3 separate regions of the Sus scrofa genome follow, and regions 1 and 3 are each linked to region 2. Evidence: chromatin contacts called from public Hi-C data. All regions are on one chromosome and are shown on one strand. The core of a region is the stretch at or near the end of the contact, and the rest is flanking DNA. Distances in the headings are between cores, read along the strand shown. Region 1 overlaps KIRREL (kin of IRRE-like protein 1). Region 2 holds the start of KIRREL (kin of IRRE-like protein 1). Region 3 overlaps KIRREL (kin of IRRE-like protein 1).

The links. Hi-C and Micro-C count contacts between places; a contact is called where the count stands out from the background.
Region 1: a Hi-C map of epiblast stem cells shows a contact between it and region 2, with 2.0 times the contacts expected there. The contact joins the enhancer-like site here to the promoter of KIRREL in region 2. A contact is called at or near these places in 12 of 47 Hi-C or Micro-C datasets (embryonic fibroblasts, epiblast stem cells, fetal skeletal muscle and 7 more).
Region 3: a Hi-C map of retroperitoneal adipose tissue shows a contact between it and region 2, with 1.8 times the contacts expected there. The contact joins the enhancer-like site here to the promoter of KIRREL in region 2. A contact is called at or near these places in 17 of 47 Hi-C or Micro-C datasets (alveolar macrophages, brain, embryonic fibroblasts and 11 more) and 1 of 2 datasets of contacts at active chromatin or transcription factors (skeletal muscle).

The regions. Positions count from the first base shown.
Region 1 is chr4:92,233,899-92,237,335 of Sscrofa11.1, reverse strand. All of the region lies in intron 1 of KIRREL (kin of IRRE-like protein 1), which reads left to right. Among named protein-coding and RNA genes, the nearest start is that of KIRREL, 55 kb to the left of the region's middle. Within about 2 kb of position 2,060, at least 7 of the 83 cell types and tissues checked have an H3K27ac peak or open chromatin away from gene starts, as enhancers often do. A contact at or near this core is called in epiblast stem cells, where this site is marked.
Region 2 is chr4:92,289,287-92,293,039 of Sscrofa11.1, reverse strand. It overlaps KIRREL (kin of IRRE-like protein 1), which reads left to right and starts at 2,153. Exons shown (of 15, transcript XM_013996914.2): 1 at 2,153-2,542. The coding sequence starts at 2,491. It overlaps LOC106510123 (a long non-coding RNA gene), which reads left to right. Exons shown (of 5, transcript XR_002343388.1): 5 at 892-1,720.
Region 3 is chr4:92,252,388-92,256,304 of Sscrofa11.1, reverse strand. The region is part of intron 1 of KIRREL (kin of IRRE-like protein 1); the gene reads left to right. Among named protein-coding and RNA genes, the nearest start is that of KIRREL, 37 kb to the left of the region's middle. Within about 2 kb of position 2,379, at least 8 of the 83 cell types and tissues checked have an H3K27ac peak or open chromatin away from gene starts, as enhancers often do. A contact at or near this core is called in omental adipose tissue and retroperitoneal adipose tissue, where this site is marked.

The sequences.
Region 1 (3,437 bases), core at 811-3,310, 56 kb after region 2:
AAAAAGAAAAGAAAAAGTGTTTTGGTTTTTTTTTTTTTGTCTTTTTGCCTTTTCTAGGGCTGCTTCCACAGCATATGGAGAGTCCCAGGCTAGGGGTCAAATCGGAGCTGTAGCTGCCGGCCACAGCCACAGCCACAGCCACAGCAACTCGGGATCCAAGCCATGTCTGCAACCTACACCACAGCTCACGGCAATGCCAGATCCTTAACCCACTGAGCAAGGCCAGGGACCGAACCCACAACCTCATGGGTCCTAGTCGGATTCGTTAACCACTGCGCCATGACGGGAACTCCAAGAAAAAGTATTATTGAGTTGGAATTGACAATTGATTTGAGGTGAGATGGAGGGGGAGGAAGGGGTCCAGGTCCTCCAGGGAAGAGCCCCTCAAGGAGGTACTGGTGGAGGCTCCGATACAAGGGACAGGAATGGTAGTAGAGTCCCTGGTGGGAGCGGTGGGCTCTGAGCATCTGAGGAGTCGGGCCTTGGGCAGGGCTGGCACTGGGCTCTTCCTTTTGCTTGTTGACACTCAGGTCTCTTCATTGTGGAGCTTAACCACCAGGGAGAGAATGGTTTCTCTCCACCTCCCTCTCCTGTCTCTTCAGATCCCTTGCGTTAATTCCCTCCCAGAAGAACCAGAGTCCACCCTCAGCCCCATTACCCACTACCGTGTGCAGGACAGTGGCCGAGTCCACCTCTCATCTGTGCCGGGAGATAATGGGGAAGCACTTTTGTGTGTTTTGTATGGTGTTAGAAGTTGAGCTGTCATCGTGGGCAGCAACTTGGTTGGAGAAGAGGGAGGGAGTGTGTTTGGAGAGCTGGAGATGGGGCAGTTAAGCAGTTGGTCAGGTTCAGAGTTTCTTTCTGGGAAGGAGGTAAGAGCAGAGTTCAAGGGCTTTCACAGATGATCAGAGAATTTGCTGCACTGCCCTGCACTCCTAAGCTCAGGATGTCAATGGGGAGGCATGAGATGAGGGCCAAGAAGGGGAATAAAGCCCTTCGGAAACCAGAGACCCAGAGGCAGGCCCAGGGCTGCGATCACTGCCCTGCAATCCTAAGCTCAGATTTGTGGTGGTATGGCCCTTGCCCAAGGGAGTGCGTGTGTGTGTGCATGTGTGTGTGTGTGTGTGTGTGTGAGTGTGTGAATGTGCGAATTGATAACTAAGCGAGGTTTCCAGGTGAGCATGCAGGTAAGAGGGACCCAGCCTGGATGTCCAGGGCATGGGGTGTGTGACCTTTGCACCCTCCAACCACTTTGTGTTTCATTGGGAGGCAGCTAGGCTCTTCAGAAGGGGTTATTTTGTTTGTTTTTTTGCTGCACCTGCAGCATGCAGACTTTCCCAAGAATCAGACCCAAGCCACAGCACTGACAACACCAGATCCTTAACCACTAGGCCACCAGGGAACTCCCAGAAGGGTTCTTTGACACTGGCCAGAAGCATTTGCAGCCTTGGTTATGCCATTGCCTCAGTTGCCACGAGTGTAATATGGGAGGCTCGTCCCTTCCTCTTGGGGCTGTTGAGATGAGGTGGAACTAGGAATGAAAGTGCTTAATAATCTGCAAGGCTGTAACCATAGCCAGTGTTTGTAGAGTTCTTAGTAAATGCCAGGTGCTCTTCTGTGCTCGCTGCCTCCTGAAACCTTCCCAACAACTCCAGGCGGGAGCGGGCACTCTCCCCAGTTGTGTAACTGAGAACACGAATGCAGACGGGTTGTGCAGCCAGCCACATAGGCTGGCTCTGGCCTGTGCCCCTCACCACCAGCTGCCCTATCTCTTTGTGGTATATTATTGCATGTCCTGTAAAGGATTGTTACTCCTGATGGGGGCCCTCCAACATGGACTGTGAGGGTGTGGATGGTGGGGAGACTGGGAGAAGCTGTGTGCAAAGCGGGCCTTGAGATCCGCCCTGGGGAAAGCGTGTATGGGGAAAACCCCAAAAACAAAAATGGTGACACTCGTGCAGGGTATCCTGGTGACCAGCTGGCATCTCACCTCCCCTCTTACAGCGGACTCCAGGCCACCCCTCCCCGCTCCCTGCTCCTGTTTACCTCTGCCCTTTGCTGGCCCCTCTGCATTCCTCCCTTCCCCCAACCTGTGGCCTCCACCCCAGCCCGGGATCAGATATGGCCTTTGTCTTTCTGCCTGGCTGCTCCCTTTCAGGGCACAAAGGCCTCTGTGTCTGGGAACACTGACAGTTCTGGGGAGCCCGAAGGGTAGCTTTAGGAAGTCAGACGGGGCTCCCCAAGTAAACCCCTTCCCTCTCCACCCATGACCACGTCTCCTCATCCTCTTCCCCTAGCCTGGGGACCCTGTTACAGGGGCTGTGGAGGAGGCTTCTGCTTTCCTGCGTCCCTGCTTATGGAGAGAGGAGGAAACAGAGCAGAAAATGTGCCTTCCGGAGAGGCACTGAGAAGGTTGGGGCCCGGCGCTGAGAGCCATAGTCTGGAGGTGAAGCCTCTCCCCCTGTGCTAGTGCCCTCCCCTCCCTGCCCTGCGCTGCCCCCCAAGACAAGCTCTGGGGGCTCCTAGGGGACTGGGGCTTCTGGAAGCCCTTGCCTGTTGACCAGGGGCTGCTCCTGCAAGGACACCAGGTACCTCCTAGGGGAGGGAAGGTGCCAATGACGAACTAGCTTCGGTGAGTGGAGAGCCACGGTGTGGATGCTCAAAGGCCTAAGGCAGCTTCCTGTCCCTCTGCCATCTCGACAGCTACTAATAGCTCCCATTGCCAAGGCATGTAGTCGCCTTAGCACGTCACATACTTCAGTTCCCCTAATCTTTGTGGTCCTATTTGGTAGATAAAAGAAACTGAGGCTCAGAGGGGTTACTTCACTTGTCCATGGTTGCTTTACCCTGGAGGCAATGCAGCGCTGAGTTTAGGCTCATGCTCTTGGATGCCAAAAAGAGCCAGCGTTTAATCCTATTTTTCCATCCCAGCATAGCAAATCCCTAGCTTTGTGCCGTTCAGCAAATTACTTAATTTCTTTAAGATACTAATGTGTCTTTGAGTTCCATTGTGGCGCAGCAGAAGCGAATCCGACTAGGAACCATAAGGTTGTGGGTTCGATCCCTGGCCTCGCTCCGTGGATTAAGGAACCAGCGTTGCCGTGAGCTGCGGGGTAGGTCACAGACCTGGCAAATAATATGTCATATTGGTAGGTGTTGAAGATTCAGGGAGATCATCCATGCAAAACGACAAGCTTGATGTCTTGAGTATTCATTCATTTAGCAGATGTGAACAGGGTGCCAGTTTGATGCCAGGGACTGTGCTACATGCTCAGTTTATAAAAGTGAGCAAAGAGGCCATGGACCCTGCCTTAAGTACCAGGTACTTTTTCTAAGTGTCAAGGATACAGCAGTGAACAAAGCAGGGGGTGGATATTCCTATCCTCTTGGACCTTATAAGCTTCATGTCAGGGAGAAAGATACTAAAGTAGTCTGTA
Region 2 (3,753 bases), core at 904-3,403:
AACCTGAATAGCAGAAGCTGGACAGTGTGCAAAAAATACTCACTATGCTAAGAATATTCTCTTCCATTTCTCTGGACTTTTTCTTCTAAACATTTTCCTAAATCATATCCCCACGGGCCTCCTTCTGCACCTTTGTGCAGAATGAACAGGGACAAGGCTGTCTCACTGATACTCTAAGAACACCCCTCCCTCAGGACACTTGTAGGGTACCTGCTACATGCTCCCCTCAGATGCCTGAACACCTGCATCTCTCAATCCCTTCAGGCCTCTGCTAAAATGTTACTTTAGCAGAACAGTTTTCCCTGACTACCTGTAAGAGTATTAGTTTCTCCCACTCTTTCATTCCCTACTCACTGCATCCTGCTTTGTTGGTCTCTCATGGCATTTACTACAACCTGGTGTATTTTATATTTTTCTGCTGCCTCTTCCTGCTCTCCAGAATGGAACACTCTGAGGAAAGGATTTTGTTTAAATAGTAAAAAAAAAAAAAAAAAAAAAAAAAAAGAAAAGGAAAAAGAAAAGGAAAAGGAAAAAAGGGGAAAAAATCTATTTTCACTGTTATATCTTCGAGGCCTAGAATTGTGATTGAACATGAGCAGACACTGAAGAAATATCTGCGGAATTCATGATTAATGGATGAGTAAATGGAAAACCCTTATGTATCTGCACGTTGGTGTGTGGCTGTTTGTAGGAATTTGTGATTATATTCCCATTTCTCTGGGTTAGGAATGCTCTTTGTTTTTAAACCGTCTGTTAGCCTGTACATATGTGGTTTTGAATATATGGAGGACTCTCTGGGTCTGTGCATAGTGTGTTTCTGAATATGAGTTTTTGTGTTTTTCTGTCTGTGTTTCTGTGTCCTCTACATGTGGATGTGCTTGGACCATTCAGGCTGGCGTCAGAATCTGTGGAAGGTGTTGTAACAGCATATAACCAGCAGGGGGCACCAGAGAGCCATGCGCCTTTGCTCCGGGGCTGAAATCCAGAAATCTTGGCGGGTAGAGTTAGGGACCCAGGAATCTGGGAGGAAAGAAGAGGAGACCTCTCCAGACCAATACAATACTGTAAAGTTGTGCAATTCCTGTACAATTTCTGTTATTTCTCCTCAGCTCACTCCCTAGGACCCAGCGGTCAAGCATCCCCAACCCTGTGAGATGCAGAATCAAGGAGTTTGGGAGAGAGGTTGTGTGTTAAGCTGAGCCCTTTAAGAAAGAGGAAACCCTTCCTGAAAGCCCTCATCCCTCTCACTAGGACTTCTCTCCCTTCCCTGTAGCCAGCTCTCTCCACCCCAAAGGATCTCCAACTCTATGCTTGGAGATCTTCGTGTGGCTGCCCTCTCCTTGGCCTCTGAAGCCTTCCAGTTGGCTCCTTTCTCCTCTGGATGGGTAGGTGCCCAAGATAAACAAAGGCAGGAGTCCACTGTGCCTCTCCCCAGTCAGCTGAGGACTCCAACCCAGTCTGGTCCCACTGTGTGCTCGGCGAGGCCCCGAGGCAGGGGCTCTGGGCAGGTCCAAGAATTCTAGGATTCTCCAGCTTTGGGGTTTGGAGGTGGGAAGAAGTGTGTATCCCTCTCCACCCCTAACCTTCATGAGTCTTTTGAGAATTCCCAATTTGGGGGATCTAGGGGTTAGATTCTGGGTGTGGAATTGACAAATAAAAAAAAGATTTGATGCTTTTCGATTCCATGAACCAGCGCCTGCCCACCCCCTCCTCTCCCATACACGCTTACACACACCCAAACACACACAAACACTCACACACCCTTCCCATCACAGTCATTCCCTGGGCTAAAGGCTCGTCCTCAGCCCATGCCCCGCCTCCCCAATCTGATGCCTAGCTCCGTAGCCCGGGACTAAGGTTGTGTATATAAATGGGGGGGAGGTGCGGGTGGGCAGGGATCCGGCCGTCCCAGCGCCCGCGACTGTCACGTTCATTACCCCTTTTGCCCTCCACCGCTTTCTCTTTTGGTCTCTGTCCATCTCAGTTCCAGCGAGGGGTGTGAGTGAGTGTGTGTGTGTGTGTGTGTACGCGCGCGCGCACGGTGGGGGGAGCGGGGGGGGAGGGCTGTGGAGGGAGGCGCCGTCGGAGGGAGAGTAGACGTCAGGAGGAGGGACAGAGGAGGGAGAGAGGGAAGGAAGAGAAGGGGAGAGAAAGGGAGAGCAGAGACCGAAAGAGACCCCGAGAGATAAAGCTAGAGGCGAGAAATAATAAAGGGGAGAGGGGAAGGACAGAGGGGGGCGGAGAGAGAGAAGAGGGAGAGAGAGGTGGGGAGACGGAGAGGGACGGGACCGGGAGGAAAGAGAGATAAAGAGAAGCGGAGGGAAGGGAAGTGAGTTTGTGCGCGCGAGTGAGTGTGCGTGTGAGTGTGTAGGGGCGGGCGCGGGCGGTGGGGGGCGGGCTCCCGGGCTCCCCTCCTCCGCAGCCCGCTCCTCTCGCTCCCTCGCCAACTCCGGGCCCCAGCCGCGGGCGGGCGCACGGCGGGCGGACAGCATGCTGAGCCTCCTCGTCTGGATCCTCACTCTCTCCGATACTTTCTCCCAAGGTAAGGGCCCCCCGCCCGCGGCTGCCCTCGGCTCCCACCCCCACCCCCCCGGCCGGGCTCTGCGCCCCCGCCGTGGGGAGCACTGGGGGGGGGGCGGCCCGCGGCAGGTCCCGGCGGTCGGAGACGCCACGAGGCGGGGGCTGGGGCCCAGCGCGGAGTCCCGGGGGAGGGGGCGCGGAGTAACGGGGCCCGGCGCGGAGGAGTTTTCCGTTGATTTGCCCAAGTTGTTTCCTCTGGCTGCGCGGGAGAACGGAGAATCGGGGCCGCGGGGGCCGGGGGTCGGAGTGGAAAAGGGATCCGGAGGCTCCAAGTCTTTTCCGGAGCCTCTGGCAGCCCTGCCTGCCTCCACCCTCTGAGGCCAGGAGTCCGGACGCCTGGGTCCTGGCCGGGGGAAGGCTGCGGAGAGGGTGGGATTTCAGATGCTGGGAGGTGGGAGGTGCGCGGTGCGCGGTGCGCGGAAAGCCGAGGACCCCCTGCTCCGGAAGATGGAGCTGAGGGAATCCCTGTCCTCCATCCAGCCGAACCCCTGGGGCGGGGTGGGGGTGGGGGTTCTGAGCCTGAGCCGCGGCTCCTGACTGCCTGGGGCTGCCCCCTCCAGGGGAAGGGAGGGTTGCCTCCGGGCCTCTGGTGGGGATTTGAACCCCTGCCCGCGGAGGCTCCGGCTCGGGAGCGGAGTTCCAAAGGCAGCTTCAGGCCCGCGCGATATGGAAAGGGGCACCTGCAGGGGAACTAACACCCCACTTGGGGTCAGGAAAGTGGGGATGGCCGGGGCTCTTTTTGGGACTGGCAGGGGAGAGGCTGGGAGGTGGAGGGGGATGAGAATGTTAGTGTGTCCTGAGGCTGGGCTGGAGGGGACGCGTGCGGCCGCCAGGGGAACTGAAGAAATCCAGGGCCCAGACTCCAGCCAAGACTGGGGTCTGTGGGAGTGGATTTTTGTCTCCTGGGGCTGACTCTAAGGAAGATTTAATCCTGCTGAGCTAGCTCCCCCTTCTCCCTCCCCGCCCCGCAAATGGAGCTGACACACAGAAATTGACACACAAACACCCAAAACCAGTCATAGACACTGAGACAGACTATTCACCTATGGAGACAGACATACCCGCGAGCATCCCCCACACGGAGACAGACACATATACACAAAGACACTGACACATCTGAGGAAGACAGGTTCCTCCCCCTTATCGGCACATGCGTGCACATTCATGCACCCA
Region 3 (3,917 bases), core at 1,130-3,629, 37 kb after region 2:
GAGAGAATGGAGACAAAGGGTTTTGAAAAGTTATTGTGAACAAGTAGTGTAGGAATTAGTAGACCTGGAGGATGAGTGTGAAAAGGCCTTTGGACCCAGTGCTTAGAAGATCGTACCTAGGCGTTCCCACCACAGCGCAGTGGATTAAGAATCCCACAGCAGGGAGTTCCCTTCGTGGCTCATCGGTTAATGAGCCTGACTAGGATCCATGAGGATTCGAGTTCTATCCCTGGCCTCACTCAGTGGGTTAAGGATCTGGCGTTGCCATGAGCTGTGGTGTTGGTCGCAGACGTGGATCGGATCCTGTGCTACTGTGGCTGTGATGTGGGCTGGCAGCTGTAGCTCTGATTCGGCCCCTGGCCTGGGAACTTCCATAGGCTGCTATGGTGGCCCTAAAAAGAAAAAAAAAAAAAAAAAAAAAAAAATCCGACAGCAGCGTCTTGGTCATTGCAGAGGTGCGGGTTTGATCCCTGCCTGGCACAGCAGGTTAAAGGATCTGGCATTGCACAGCTGTGTCTCTGGTTCAATCCCTGGCCCAGGAACTTCCATATGCCCCTGTGTGGCCATAAAAAACAAATAAGCAAAAATCACATCTAAAAGCATAAAGGTTTGTAGAGAGGGACTTGAAACAGAGACCTGACAGAGGGAATCCAGATGTTTTCCCTAAGGCGAGTGTTCCCCCCATGGCTTTGCAGGATCCACCCTGACCCCAGAATTAAAGGCAGCTCACCACCAGCTCCATTTTTAGGAGAGAGGGTGGTGTGGCAAAACCAAGATAGTAATTGTTCAAAGGTTGGAAGTGCTTGCCCTCAGCTGAGGGAACTACACCAAAAAAAGAGGTCCTCCCAGCAGTTGTGGGCAGCCCAGGTGTGGCTGGCAGACACCCTCTTACCAAGGCGGCCCAGGGTAACTCCTCCAGAAAGCATGTCCCTTTGTAACTGCTTCCTCCATGTGGAGGAGGCATCACTGCATTTCCCCTCCTTGACCTTGACTCCACAAGCTATTATCCCCCGTCACTGAGTTTCATATTTGTTTTCTGTCTTTTTTAGGGCTGCACCTGTAGCATATGGAGGTTCCCAGGCTTGGGGTCTAATCAGAGCTGCAGCTGCCAGCCTACACCACAGCCACAGCAATGCCAGATCCTTAACCCACTGAGCGAGGCCAGGGATCGAACCTGTGTCCTCATGGATACCAGTCAGGTTCATTACCGCTGAGCCATAATGGAAACTCCTGGGTTTCATACTTGGAACTAACTGGTGGATTCTGAATGCAGCGGGGTGCTCAGGATGAGAAGCGTCACAAGCGTCTTCCCCCAAGTGGACCCCCATCCTCTCCTCCCACCAGGCAAAGGACAGACGGATACAAATTCCTCAAAACAGACATTTCTTTCAGTGTGGTGGAGGCACCAGGTGGGAAAGGGGGAGATAGGAAGCCCTGAAATGAAGGGAACACAGTGAGAAAAGGGAAGGAGAGAAATAGGAGAAGTGGACCAAGAAAGGGAGCTAGAAAATAAAGAAAGCAGAAGAAAGAAATGGAGCCAAAGAACCAGAGGAGCAAGGAAATAGGATTCTGAGGCTGAAGATGCTGCAGGGAGGGCAGGAGGCCCAGAGAGAGGTCTGAGTCTGAAAACTGTGGCGGGGGGTGGGAATCTAGAAAAGATAATGGGGAGTTCCCATTGTCGCTCAGCGGTAATGAACCTGACTAGGATCCATGAGGAGGCGGGTTCAATCCTTGGCCTTGCTTGGTGGGTTAAGGATCTGGCGTTGCCATGAGTTGTGGTGTAGGTCGCAGACGGGGCTCAGATCTGGCGTGGCTGCGGCTGGGGCTCCCATTCAACCCCAGCCTGGGAGCTTCCATATGCGATGGATGTGGCCCTAAAAAGCAAAAGAAAAGAAAAGATAAGAAAAGGTCATCTTGGGAGACAACAGGAAGGAAAGGCCAGAGAAAAGCAAAATAGCCAGAGAAAGAAGGGGAGAAAGAGTGAGACGAGGACAGAAAGATGCAGCCAAGAGTGATACAGAAAAGAGAAAGGAGAACCAGGGGATGAGGAGTGGAGGCCAGAGCGGGAGAGGACGGGAGAGGGAAAGGGAGCGAAGGAGATAGAGAGGAGAGGGCAGGCGAAAACAGGCAGAAATCGGGGAGGGAGCGGCAGCAGAGGCATGCATGGCTGGTTTAATGAGCCACGCAGCTTCTCCCACTCCCCAGGAGAAACGCACTAATTATGCCTCCATCCTCCCAACAGGAGGAGGTCAGGAGGGCTGAAGAAATGCCCTCGGCTTGGCCAAATGGCAGGGGAGTGTGGGGTGGGGGCAGGTAGGAGTGCTGAGCCTGCAGGATGGCAGATGAGGCCCTTGCCCCAGTTGACCAGGCCTCCCCCAGACTGGGCACACTGCCAGCCCCTGGTGAGGTGGTGGGAGGAGGTGCATCCATTGCTCTTGGCCCTGTGGCACTGCTGTCCTCTTGGGGACATCCTGAGAAAGCTCAAGACCTCAGGAGAAGTGGGGGGGAAGGAGAGGAGGGAGCTGCAGGCAGGGGTTTCTTCTCCCAGGCCCTCCATGGGGCATTTTGCACTGCCCAGTATTACTGCCTGGTACTGATGCTTCACCTTGAAGCTCAAAGGCACAGAAGGTCAGCTAGAGGTGGGTGAAACTCTAGCCTCATGTGGCTCCAACATCCCCCTTGCTCCTGTCCCGCTGGGTATCATAGGAGCTGGGTTTCATACATACTAACCCCCGGACTTGCGTATCTGTGCTCATGCTAACCATGCACCCACTAGGGCCATGGAGGACAGAGGGGAAGGGGGAGACCACCACTGTCCCCTGAGTGGCTTATAACCTAATGGGGATGTGGGAGCAACAGGGGATGGTATACTTAGGGAAATCCAAGGGAGTAAGGCCCTGTATGGAAAAGTGGACAGGAGTTCCCATCTTGGCACAGCGGAAACAAATCCGACTAGGAACCATGAGGTTGCAGGTTCGATCCCTGGCCGAGCTCAGTAGGTTAAGGATCCGACGTTGCCGTGAGCTATGGTGTAGGTCACAGACGCACCTTGGATCTGGAGTTGCTGTGGCTCTGGCATAAGCCAGTGGCTACAGCTCCAATTGGACCTGGGAACCTCCGATGGTGCGGCCCTGAAAAGATAAAAGACAAAAAAAAGGAAAAGAAAAGAAAAGAAAAGTGGACAGAGCATAGATGTTAAAGTCAGACACACTTGGTTATCATCCCAGCTATACAGCTTATTATTAAGTCCTGAGCAAATTTCCAGGCATCTGTTTCCATGTGCGTTAACCATGGGGCAGCCAGGCACCTTTCTAAATGATATTACTGCATTTATGCATTATGCATTCATAATCTTCGGTGGTCCTATGAGATGGGTATTTTGTCATCCCCATTTTACAGAAGAAGAATCTGAGGCACAGAGAAGTTAAGTAACTTGTCTGAAGTTTCATGGCTCAGACGTGACAAGCATAGCTGGGGGTACAGCAGACAGCCTGGTCTGGGAATCCTGCTGCTAACTAACTATCCAGCTCTAAGGCCTTTCTGTGAAATAGAGATAATGTAACTGAACACAAAGCTGTGGAGAGGCTAGATCAGGAGCAAGCATTTGGCACACAGTAGGTCCTCAGTACCTTTGTGTCTACTGCAAGGCAGTAGAAGGGGAGTCGCTTTGTAACATCACCAGGAAGCTCAGAGGGGGGACAGATCAGTTCTTTCTTAAATTAGTTATTTTTGCTTTTGGGGGCCACACCCGCAGCATATGGAAGTTCCCAGGCCAGGGGTCGAATCAGAGCTGCCACTGCTGGGCTATGCCACAGCCACAGCAAGGCGGGACCCAAGCCATGTCTGCAACCTACACCACAGCTCACGGCCACGCTGGATCCTTACCCACTGAGCAAGGCCAAGGATCGAACCCGCAA